3 separate regions of the Mus musculus genome follow, and all the other regions are linked to region 3. Evidence: chromatin contacts called from public ChIA-PET data. All regions are on one chromosome and are shown on one strand. Each heading gives the region's core, a stretch centred on a gene start, on an enhancer-like site or on the middle of the called end of the contact. The rest is flanking DNA. Distances are from core to core; before and after follow the strand shown. Region 1 overlaps Hlcs (holocarboxylase synthetase (biotin- [propriony-Coenzyme A-carboxylase (ATP-hydrolysing)] ligase)). Region 2 overlaps Hlcs (holocarboxylase synthetase (biotin- [propriony-Coenzyme A-carboxylase (ATP-hydrolysing)] ligase)). Region 3 overlaps Gm31175 (a long non-coding RNA gene).

The links. ChIA-PET counts read pairs in DNA pulled down with a chosen protein or histone mark.
Region 1: a contact with region 3 is called in an RNA polymerase II ChIA-PET map of memory CD8 T cells, with 9 read pairs. The contact joins two enhancer-like sites. A contact is called at or near these places in 13 of 115 datasets of contacts at active chromatin or transcription factors (the HPC-7 cell line, bone marrow-derived macrophages, craniofacial prominence and 7 more) and 3 of 9 other capture datasets (adipose tissue, liver and pancreatic islet).
Region 2: an RNA polymerase II ChIA-PET map of CD8 T cells shows a contact between it and region 3, with 4 times the contacts expected there. The contact joins two enhancer-like sites. A contact is called at or near these places in 1 of 15 datasets of contacts at CTCF or cohesin (large pre-B cells), 11 of 484 Hi-C or Micro-C datasets (CD4 T cells, the HPC-7 cell line, bone marrow-derived macrophages and 4 more), 22 of 115 datasets of contacts at active chromatin or transcription factors (CD8 T cells, the HPC-7 cell line, T-cell acute lymphoblastic leukemia and 13 more) and 3 of 9 other capture datasets (adipose tissue, liver and pancreatic islet).

The regions. Positions count from the first base shown.
Region 1 is chr16:94,220,613-94,224,671 of GRCm38.p6, reverse strand. The region is part of intron 6 of Hlcs (holocarboxylase synthetase (biotin- [propriony-Coenzyme A-carboxylase (ATP-hydrolysing)] ligase)); the gene reads left to right. Among named protein-coding and RNA genes, the nearest start is that of Hlcs, 68 kb to the left of the region's middle. Within about 2 kb of position 1,776, at least 99 of the 459 cell types and tissues checked have an H3K27ac peak or open chromatin away from gene starts, as enhancers often do. A contact at or near this core is called in memory CD8 T cells, where this site is marked.
Region 2 is chr16:94,257,514-94,261,315 of GRCm38.p6, reverse strand. The region is part of intron 5 of Hlcs (holocarboxylase synthetase (biotin- [propriony-Coenzyme A-carboxylase (ATP-hydrolysing)] ligase)); the gene reads left to right. Among named protein-coding and RNA genes, the nearest start is that of Hlcs, 31 kb to the left of the region's middle. Within about 2 kb of position 2,370, at least 11 of the 459 cell types and tissues checked have an H3K27ac peak or open chromatin away from gene starts, as enhancers often do. A contact at or near this core is called in CD8 T cells, where this site is marked.
Region 3 is chr16:94,064,096-94,068,057 of GRCm38.p6, reverse strand. The region is part of intron 1 of Gm31175 (a long non-coding RNA gene); the gene reads left to right. Among named protein-coding and RNA genes, the nearest start is that of Gm31175, 19 kb to the left of the region's middle. Within about 2 kb of position 1,612, at least 58 of the 459 cell types and tissues checked have an H3K27ac peak or open chromatin away from gene starts, as enhancers often do. A contact at or near this core is called in CD8 T cells and memory CD8 T cells, where this site is marked.

The DNA.
Region 1 (4,059 bases), core at 527-3,026, 160 kb before region 3:
GAAGTAAAAAGAAAGAAAAAAAAAAAGAGAGAGAGAGAAACAGCCAAGGGCTGGAGAGATGGCTCAGAGGTTAAGAGCACTGACTGCTCTTCCAGAGGTCCTGAGTTCAATTCCCAGCAACCACATGGTGGCTCACAACCATCTATAATGGGATCCGATGCCACCTTCTGGTGTGTCTGAAGACTGCGACAGTGTAATCACATGGAATAAATAAATCTTTAATAAAGAGAAACAGCCAATAAGGGAATCAATCTGGAGGACGTGGTTAAAACCTCATCCTTGTAGCTCACGCTCATCTTAGAGAAAGAAGCTATAGAGGCGGCTGCCATTTACAAGTGACCTGAACCCCTCTGGTGGCTGGAAGTGTTTTATCTGGAGTCTATAGGGTACAGACAAGTTAGCCCATAGTAACAGAGCCATGACCTGACCTGGGCCAACCCGGATATGCTCACTAGACATCTGGCTATGTCCTGGCAAGTCAGCCAGGGATGTTTGGCTACTGGGGCCCAGGCCAGATCTCATGACTTCCCATGAGTTGTGAAAATGTCAGGTTCGTCGGTGCCTGTTCATGCCACTAGGAAAGGTAGCTGTGTGCTCGGCCCTTTGCAGGGAGGGCATGTGGTGTGAAGGTGGAAGGTTGGTCGGCAGTCGTTTAATCTGTTTGTCTGTAACCAAGATGATCGCATTCCTTTCTTGGAGAGTACACACAGCCAGCCATTGATGTGGAAACTGAGAAAAAGCAAGACTCGGAATATTTAGAGTTTTTCTTTAATGCTTAACATGATTTCTGACCAGCATGAGATCCGGTTGTACTTCTGGTCCTAGGTGGACACATCACTGGGTGGCGAGCCTAAGACTACTCCCCGAGAAGGCTGTGAGCCTACAGCCAGGGGAGGCTGTGAGTAGGTCTACAGGTCTGGTGCAGTCAGACACATGTGATAAGAAAAACTTCTCAAACGTTGGTTTAGGGGTTAACACGAGTCCTAATTAGGAACAGTTTAGACAGGTTTAGAATGGCGTGTTCACGAGTGTGTTCTCGGAGGTGTGACCACTCACTCACCTGTGTCCACGTAGTATGGAGACAGAGGCTGAGCAGTGGGTGGGTTTACAAATGCATTGTATTAAAACCCTGTAAATGTGTAAAGAAAAAATAACTGTAATATCGTGTTGGGTAATGAAGCAGCTATTTCCCCTGTTTGTTAGGTCGCCTCTCCTCACTTCCTCTTTCCTGAGTTTGTTTTAAGGCTTATTTACAACCTTTGTTTTTCTTTCAAATAAAACACCTGTTTTGGAGCAAGAGCTTCATGGTTCTCACCTGCCCCTTACCAGGTTCTTATACGCGGGCACACCTCGGGGACAGAGAGGTCTGTTTCTGCATGGAGGGTATTCCGTCACTTGGAGAGCCCAAAGCCACATACTTTCTGCGTTGCACAAGAAGTCATTCATCATTTTCAGTTTAGACAAAATGCTAACACTCCCCGAAGAGTATTCAAATTAGCAAGGAGAAGGGTGAGGTCAGTGGCTGGTAGAGGAGCTTCTCCTAGGCCGTGGGAAGGGCATGGGGAGCAGGAAGAGTCCAGAGAGGATGGGAGCCTAGTCCTGCCTGTGGGTTCCAGAGGTCACCGGAATGGTAATGGAGTTTTCACAGTTTGGAGCTGGAGAATGTGTGTGTATGTGTGCAGCGTTTACCCAAAACCGAAAGTGCCTGGTGGGGCAGGTGGCCATGTTAACAGCCTGGAAACCTTGGGCTACTTTTAACAGCCTGGGGTGCAAAGTGACTCTCTCAGCCTGTCTGGGCCAGCTTCCTTGTTTGTAAGGTGAGAGGGCTATGCTGTATCTGTGGCTTAAGAATGTCTAATATTGCAATTCTTTCTTTTTATTCTTTTCTCATATATCACATCCCAACCACAGTTCTCCCTCCCACCCCATGCCTCCCCGTCTCTTCCTCCCCACCTCTGCCTCTCCTCAGAAAAGATCAGGTCTCCCAGGGACATCAACCCACCAGAGTCATTACAGTAAGACCTAGCACATATCATTACGTCTAGGCTGGACAAGGCAGCCAGTAGGAGGAAAAGGGTCCTACAAGTAGGCAAAAGAGTCAGGGACAGCCCCACCCCCACTGTTAGGAGCTTATTTTGTTTGTTTTTTTGTTTTTTGTTTTGTTTTTGTTTTTTGTTTTTGTTTTTCGAGACAGGGTTTCTCTGTGTAGCCCTGGCTGTCCTGGAATTCACTTTGTCGACCAGGCTGGCCTCGAACTCAGAAATCCGCCTGCCTCTGCCTCCCGAGTGCTGGGAAGGAGCTTATTTTTTTAAGTAATAAACTCCTTCTCAAATGAGGTAAATACAGGAATCTACATACAAGTAGCCACAGGGGCTTTCCCAGCCTTAGGGCTTGCATGGAGGCTGGACAGGAAGGTACCTGAAGTCCTTCAGGCTGGGATACTCCCTTGCTGGCTGACTTCTTTTATTTTGAGCTCTCACGTTCTCTCCTTTAAGCCCTTTATGCCTCCTGGAGGTGCTGTTCAGTCGGAAGGTAAACTCGCTTTTCCCTGCGGATGTTCCATGCCACGGGAGAGTCTTATTCACAGCACACGGTGTCATGCGAAGTTCTCGACTTCTCCAGGGTTGCCCTAGGGACGGATGGCCAGAACTCCCTCTGGCACCCAGGGAAATCTGCGTGGGCCCCGTGGCCCTCTCATACTAAGTAGCCACTGTCGTGGGTGGAAGTGGGGAGCAGTTGTCTGGGTGAATGTTTAAATGCTTCCCCTGGAAGGAACTGTGTCCTGGGGTCACTTCCAAGCCAAACAGCCAGACTTTGGGGGAGCTGGGATGGCCCAGTGTGGTAGTACCCACCTGCCATCTCAGCTTTTGGGAGGCAGAGGCTGGAAGATTGGGAACCCAAGGCTGTCTTCAAGTGTGTAGTAGATTCCAAGACCAGCTTGGAATATGTGAAGCCCTGTCTGAATACTGGTTAAATAACTGGTTGGCTGTTTAAGTCAGTAACTCCATGGACTGCAGAGGAGTTGGTGGCACTGCAGTAAGAACTCAGCTGCCCTGGGAGCCGCCCCGGCCCACAGAGCCATCTGGAGGCTTGAGAGGCCCAGGACGGTGGAGGGAGGGGAAAGTTCAGCAGAGGGGGAGGACGCTGTCTCAGGTGAGGTCTTACTAACATTTTAGACCTTAGAGTTCCTTCCAAGCTTGTTTGGCTGGTCAGCAGGTAACACCTAGGCTCTGCCTGGCCCCATGAGGGAGGGTCCTTATGCTTGGAACGAGGTGCAGAGTGCGAGGTAGAAGCTTATGCAAGTTCTGCCTTCTCCCTTTTCTGGAGCTTTTAATCCTCTCTCCTTCGTTTAGTGTCCTCTCCACTTTTGAAAACAATCCATGGAGCTTTGTCATCTCAAACGAACCAAACAAGATATAATCTGACTTTTAGCTTTCCTCGATATCTGTAGAGGAGATCCAAGATGCTTGGGTGTTGTGATCCGCGACTGTGAATCTCAGGCGAGAACCTGCACTCCTGCGGGAGGCCCGTAGAATGCTTGCACAGCCCTTATTTTGGGCCCTTTTTTCCTCCTTTCACCGGTGGCTGCCAACCTTAGGGGCATTTGTGGAAGTGAGGGCATCTCCCATGCCCCGCATCAGGTGGACAGTGTTTTCCAGACCCATTTTCTCTTAGATCTGAAAGGCCAGCCACCCACTGCAGTCCGCCTGTGCCCCATTGCGTCTGAACAGCCACAACGAGTCTCTCCTGTCACAGGCTCAGTTAACAGTTACTGACCTCATGCCAGCTCCATCTCTCTGAATGGAAATTATAGACTCACCTCATTCCACAGTGGAAATCTGACTGTGACTCTAAATAGAAAAAACACTTAGTCCTCCCTGTCCCAAGTGCTTGGCTGTGTCTCTGTTGGTTTGACTACTGTTGATTGCCGTTATGGACTTTCTTGTCCCATATAGTTTGTTTTCTAAGCCTCCCCGTCCTACTAGTGGAATGGGCTGCTTGTTCCTCTGTGCCATTGTCTGTGGATGCAGATAGCAACACGGATGAGCCTTTTCTGAG
Region 2 (3,802 bases), core at 1,121-3,620, 190 kb before region 3:
CCAGTCTGTGGGGTTAGTGATGTTAACATACAGCAAAAGCTCGGTGGCCAGGGGATGCCACACACCGAACCCACCTGCTTCGCTTGAAAAGAGCAAAATCCACCCTTCATGCCTGCACTGTGGAAAGGGGAGACGCTGCCTTCTGGGTTGGTTGCTGCCCCTGGGCGAGCTTGGTTTGTGTGGATCAGAGCTTGGCATTGTGTGGGTGCACCGTACTGACGGAGAGAGAGACAGATGACGATCCGAGAGGATTGTGTGAGGACCAAAGGAGGCAGCATGGGAGACTTGTGTAAGCACTGCAGTTTAAACGATAATGCAGCGAGTTAATGCAGCGATGGTTGGATTGTTAAGAGGTGTATTGGGTTAAGAAAACATGATGTGCTTAATAAGTTCCCGGAATCTAGGCTAAGAAATGGAAGGAAATGCTTCCAATTGAAAAATTAATATCAACACAGGATGCTCTTTTGTCCTTTAAAAACCATTCTTTTATTACATTTCATTATCTAATTTCTAAACATTTTTTTTTTTTTGAGGCAAGTTTTCACTGGCCCACACCGGCCTGGAACACACTCTGTAGCAGGGGCCACCTTTAAGCCTGCAGGGATCTTCCTGCCTCAGCAGATGTGAGCCACCAAGCCCGGCTCCGCAGTTCGCACCATTTCTAATGCATTAATCATATGGCTTTTGTTTGTGTCTTCATCATAGGAATTCCAACTCCAAGTTACTCATTGCTGTTTCATGTTCAGTTCATATGGCAAAACTTATGACTGTGATTTATGGCATAAAATTACCAAGTAGAGCCAGCAGTCCTCAGAGCTTTAGGTTCTTGTCCGTGTGGGCCAAGGCCACCTGTCTTCAGTGGAATATGACCGTCAGCCTCCTAGGCCCTCTCCTTCCTTCCTCTCCTGAGCATTGAGGATTGAACTGGAGATGGGGTTAAGTGTGTGATCCCTGCAAGCTTGCAGCCTGAGTGGTCAGAGGGCAACGCTGGCTGGCTTGCCCCTGGTCTGCTTGCCCTTTTCCCAGGCCTGACTGTAGGCCTTTTGACCACAGCAGAGAAATGAAGAGGAAAGATAGCCTTGGGTTTTCTTTTCCTGGGAAGGTTCTACTCTTTAGGTAGAACATGTACAGCTAAAATACCTAAGCTGCAGTTTTTTGCCTGAAGAGCAATGGGTATTTAGTCTCTCAGCTCTTGCACTGAGGAGGACACACTGTGGACAAGCTCTGGATGTCTTCGCAATGGGGCCTTACTTGGTGCCCTCAACATCTGCATAAAAAGCTGGATAGGTACAGCAGCCTGCCTGCAGTTGCAGCCTGTGGGGAGTGGAGGTGGGCCTCTCTGCAAGCTGACGAGCCAGATTGTCTAGCTCTGGGCTCAGCAAGAGACCCCGCCTCGGTACATACAGCGGTGAACAAATGAGAGGACGTGTGGCTTCTACACGTGACCACACACATGTTCTACACGTGTCCACACACATGTACACTCACTTGCACACATGTGTGTGCAGACACGCAGATAGAGTGAATTCGACTCTTTAAAATGTCCAGTGGCAGCCAGTGGCAGTGGGGGTGGCATTTGCTGGCTGGAGGAATGCTAGCTTACCCACTTACGATCCACGGGATGAAGTTCTTGTCAAAGGGGAAAGCCAATGTTTGCTCTGTCTAGCATACACATGTAGTCTTGGCAAGAATAGTTTTGAGATTCTTTCCGGGTCCCGGTCTCCCTCATGGACTTGAGGTCAGCTCTGAGGATGGTCATTCCTCCTGGCTGCTTCATTCTTACTGACTTCTGTTTCACGTTGAGAATTCAGGGCACTGAGCACACATGTGACCGTGGTGTGTCTTTGTTGATGTTATTTCTCAACGCTCTGATCAGAGGTCAGGGTTTTTTCCTTTTCTAGTACTGATCAAGTGTTGTGTTTTCTTGGAGCAAAAGTTCTCCAAACTATTTGAAAATAGAAACAGTAAGAGGTGGGTTTTTTTGGGCGGAGGGCGGGGGGCAGACAGAAGATTCGCCCTGCCCTTGTCCCGATGCTGAGGCTGCCACTTCAAGTTCCTGTGCAGCTCAGTTTATAAACCCAAGAGGCAATTTGATTTTCCTTCCTGCATCTGTGCACAGTAGGTCTCACTGACCTCTCTTCCTGCATCTGTGCACAGTAGGTCTCACTGACCTCTCTTCATACATCTGTGCACAGTAGGTCTCACTGACCTCTCTTCCTGCATCTGTGCACAGTAGGTCTCATTGACCTCTCTTGGATGAAAGGTACAGGAGGAGGATCCTGGCCTTTCCCATCCATTGGACCTGCCGCATGCCTTAGGAGTTTGTGCAGACTTCCTGCTTCCTGTAAAGCTCTCTGCTCATGGAAACCCACGCTCTCACCACATGATGTCGCTGCTGAGCTAGGCAACTTGAGTTACAAACCCCCTCTAACTGTAACTGTTCAGAAATTTAATTTATTCTCCATATATCAGTGTCACATAGTGTAATTTGGACATTTTCTACTATATTGGTGGCACTTTCTTTTGGGTCTGTAGAAGTCATTTCAATGCCACAGTTCATAAAATCCATCCATTCATTCAACATTTATTCAATATTAAGTCCCGTTCTAGTACAAGACGTGAAAGAACAAAATAAATAGAGAAATTATCTAAATACCTCCACTGAGGAGCAGCTGTGTTTACTCAGCGTTGAGCCCTGACGCTGCTCTTGACGGCAAGAAGCTCGCAAGATTTATGACATCCCCTCCACCCCATGTTTCTGTGTCACCCACCGTGATACAAAGAGAAACTGGGGACCCTTGGTGTCCGCTATTTGCTGAGAATTCCCTTCCTACCTGAACACCAAGACCTGCATTGGACCACCTTAGTAAAGCCCCACCATGGTGACTGGTGAGACCACTGGGAAGGCAGGGCAAAGCAGGGCTCTGCTGAGGGGCGGCTCCCTTGCCACGCTGCCTTCCTTCCGACATGGGTCTTTACATCTGATCCATCCTCCCAGGGACAGGTGGAAGGTCAGGCCTGCAGCTGAGGCCAGTATATTGAAAACCAACAACACCGCATGCTGTGTACCTGGGTCCACTAAAAGAAGACTGGAAGAGCCACGGTGTGTAGACATATGCACATGTATACGCACACACAATACACATACGTATACACACATGCACACACAAGCACATGCACACACATGTACACACAAAAACATATACACGTGTATACACATACGTATACACACATGCACACACAAGCACATGCACACACATGTACACACAAAAACATACACGTGTATACACATACACATATGCACGTGTACATGTATACACATACACATACATATACATATACATACATGCACAAACAAACATATACATACACAAACACATATACACACACAAACACACTTATATACAAACATACACACATGTACAAATGCATATATATGTGTGTGTGTATATATATATACATATACATATACATATACATATACATATATATATATATATATACATACATACATACATACACATTCTGGTGGTAAGCTTAATGTAATTTAATAACACTTCAAAGTTTTCTTTATATTTTTCAAAATTGTCTATGATAGATGTATGTTACTTTCATATTGAGCCAAGCTAGTTATTAATAAGTAAAAAAACAAGCTAGTGTGTCATCAACTTTGGAAGCCTCTCACATGTACTTAAAACCTGATTGTTTGGACTCTGACACTTGGTTGAAATTTGACATCTGACTTAATTATTGGGAGCAGTCATCCTCAATCTGGGTAGCAAATATCCTCCATATCAGATAT
Region 3 (3,962 bases), core at 363-2,862:
GCGGCTGCTCTAGGCGCCTGCCACCTCCGCTCCAACACCATTTATTCTCCAGAAGCAAAACCCAAATAAACCCTTCTTCTCTCAGGCCTTGGTTACGGTGTTTTACCACAGGAAGGTGATTGACAGATGAAGCCTTCAATTACCCACACTGTACTTGTGTTAGATCAATACACTGGATCCCACCCAATCCAAAACCACACTTAGTATCTTCACCTTAAAAAGATTTGTTTCATGTTCAGACTGATGCTGCTTCCTCCTCTCTGGGGGTCAGATGCTGCCGGGCCTCAGTGCCTAGCCTGGGCTGCCCATTTTCTGACAGCCGCCCAAGTTCTCAGTTCTACACCTTCAGCACCAAGAAACTGGAACTGTTTCCTGGGACTGATGGGAAGAAATGACTACAGACTGGAAGGCTTATAGCTAAGAGAAAGGACCTCCCTTGGATTCCTGAGGCTACCGAGGAAACCTGGGCTAAGCATCTCAGCAGGGCACAGCAGGCTCCCCCCCACCCCCAGTCCTTTTCATCTTTGACCCCAGGCAAGCCTTGGTCTCGGACTCCCTGTCACGTGATGCATGGCTCTTTGTCCTCACCCTTCTTACCACAACAGTTGCTGCTGCAGAGAACACCCCAGATCTAGGATGACTTCACCCCAAGATGTATTCACTAAAGATCATTTTTCTGACGTTCAGAGAAGATGTCTTTTGAGTTAGTCAGTCGGCTGGCTAACAAGGAGAATATTGAAAAGTGAGCCCAGATTCTCATCTCTCAGTGGTTTTCTGTTTGTTTTTCAACTTTGGGCAGGAAACCCACATAGGCTATGAAGTTCATATCTCTGAAGTTCCTTTTTCTTTTCATTCCAAGAATTTGTACCCCTCTGGGCTGCTCTGCTCTTCCCAAGTCCAAATGCAGTCCTCCCAGCCTCTTAGATGGATACGGCTGGCTCAGTACCCAGTGTCTCCAGCTTGAGCTTGATCTGGATAGTGTTCACAGGGAAGAGAGACTCTAGAGCCAGCTCGGCTTGCTTGTCTATAGCTTCTCTCCAGCAATAGATGTTATTTGGATTGTTCTCTGACGTTGGGCAAGCATCTTTGGCACTTTTCCAGCTTTTCTAGCTGTGTTAGTACACTTGTTCCGATTGGTCTTCACAGACAGACAGAGTCAGAAGAAGTCAGAGACGTCCGTCCTTCTTCTATTCTAAGCAGGAGTGTTCACAGGGACTCCCTCAGGTGTAGTATTTTGGAAACTTTAGATTTTAAGGGAGTGCTAGTTAGGTCCCATCCCCTCCCTTCTCACTGTGTTTGGAAAAGGAGGTTGTGTCTCTGTTGAAATGGTCACTTGGCAAAGGGATACAGCTGAGATGCAAAGGAAGAGAGGGCTTGTGAAACAGAGCAGTCAGCGCCACGCAGAACCTCCAGAACCGCCTTCAGGGTTTAGAGGCAGCGCAGACCAAAAGGGCGCCGTTGTCGTTAGTGCCTTCCGGCTGCCGAGATAAATCACCATGACCAAGGCAGTTTATAAAAGGAAAGGTTCATTTGGCTTCTTGTTCTAGAGAGTCCACCATGGTAGGGAGGCGTGGCCTGCGGGAGCAGGAAGCAGATGGAATGAACTGTAATGCTGAGCTTTTCAGACTCTCCGAGCCAAACTCCAGTGATGACGCACTTCCTCTCATAAGGCGGCACTGTCTAAAGTCTTCCCAAGCAGATCCACCACCAGCTGGAAACCAAGTGTTCAATACGTGAGCCTATGGGAGCATTTCTCGTTCAAACCACCACAGTCGAAGGACAACCGAAAGACTAGCTATTGGCTTGGTCAGCTGAGATGTGAGCACAGGGGCTTCCTTCCTACAGAGGGTGGGGCTTCCTTCCTACAGAGGGTGGGGCGTCCTACAGAGGGAGGAGCTTCCCACAGAGGGGCATTGAGCACAGGAGCTTCCTACAGGGGCAGTGAGCACTGGGGCTTCCTACAGAGGGGCAGTGTGCTACACCTTTACTTTGTACAGACCTCAGGCTCTCTGATGCTGGTGGCGTTACGAGCCGATTTTACAGATTGACAAAAGTGAAACCCAGGGAAGTTAATTAACCCTCCAGTCCGTTTCAAGGTACAGCCTTTAAAGAGTAGCCCAGGGTGATCTTGAACTTGCTGTGTGACCAAACAATGACCTTGATTTTTTTTTTTTTTAGACAGAGTTTCTCCATGTAGCTCTGGCTGTACTGGAACTGGCTCTGTAGACCAGGCTGGGATTAAAGGCATGCACTATCACACCAAGTGACCTTGAACATCTGCCCTGCCTCTACCTGCTGGGCGGGCTCCATGTTACTACTCCCTGTGCACATAGTGCTGGGAAGGAACCCCAGGCTTGTGTATGTTAGGAAGCCCCCTTTACCAGCTGAGCTTTGGTTAACTAGAACGAGCCTCCTAGGGCTGGAGAGCTGGCTCCGAGGTTAAGAGCACCTCTTCCAGAGGTCCTGAGTTCAATTCCCAGCAACCACATGGTGGCTCACAACCATCTGTAATGAGATCTGATGCCCTCTGCTGGAGTGTCTGAAGAAAGAGACAGTATACTCACATACATAAAATACATAAATCTCATTTTTGTTTTTGTAAAGAAAGGAGCTTCCTAGCTGAGATGACCTTGAACCCAGGTCTTTCTGCCTCTAGTTCCTGAGTGCTGGGTTTGCAGCTTTGGTAGTAGTAGATCCTCTCTAACATCCTAGGATGGGGCCTTTAATTCACTTAATATTCTAGTAAAGCCACATGAAAATTATAAAATTACATTTATTTATTTTATTGTTGTGTATGTGTGAGGATTTGCTCTGTATACATGTATGCTTGCATGAATTTATGTGGACCATTCAATTGCAGGAGCTGAGGAGACCAGACGACAGCATTGAGCAGGTGCCTTGGAACTGGAGTTGCAGACAGTTCCGAGCCACCATGTGAGTGCTGGAAACCAAGTCCAGGTCCCCTGTAAAAGAAACTGCTGTCTCTCAGCTCCCAAGGCCTCCTTCTTAACCAGCAAATGCAAACCGACGAGGGAGTGAACTCTGAGAACCCAATGGATCCTCATTGTGTACTTTCCGATGTAAAGAATCTTTAGAAAAGCATCCTTACCCTGATTCCCAGTTGTTCACACTCCTTCCCATCTGATAATTGACGCTCGTTAATTATTCGTTAGAGAACAAGCAGGAAAGTCCACACCCCGCTGGAGACACCACGCCCTGCTGGCCTACAAGTTCTTCCCTGTCCATCTCCTGAGAATAGAAATACTCTCTCACGTAACCTCAGAATGATTACGAAAATTAGGAAATTTATTGTTGGACACTACTATTATCCAACTCAGAATTTATATTCAAATTTCATCAATTTACAAAATAACATCGTTTGTAACTTATGCCCCGACCCAGGCTCCGATCCAGGATGATGCTGCGCCTTCAGCTGTCATGCCTCGTTAGATTCTTTATTCTGAAGTGGCTCCTTAGCCTTTCTGTCTGATGCTCCTCAAAATTAGTTCCAGGTGATGTGGAATTAGTGTGCCTGGACCCGGGCCTGGACACGGGCTCTCCTTGTGTCTGTCAAAGGGCGCAGGATTTTCTCTTACCTCGCTGCTATTCATTACCGTGAGAACACGCCCCACCCCACAGGCTCACATTCTGAATGTCTCCAGCTGGTGGCGCTCTTTTGGGAGGTTGCGGAAGCTGTAGGAGGTGGGGCCTTAGTGAAGGAAAGAGCCCCTTGGGGGTGGGTCCTTGGGTCTTGTGGTGCTTTGAATGTCCGCCCATAGGCTTATGTACCTGAACAGTTGGCAATGCTGTTTGGGGAGGTTATAGAACCTTTAGAATGTTCAGCCCTGTTGGAGAAAGTGTGTGGCCAGGGACGGGCTTTTTTGATCGTTCCTAGCGGTGGCCTTCTCCCAGTTCACTCTGTGGTTACTGAGTGTGGTTAAAGATGTGCACCCTCAGATTCC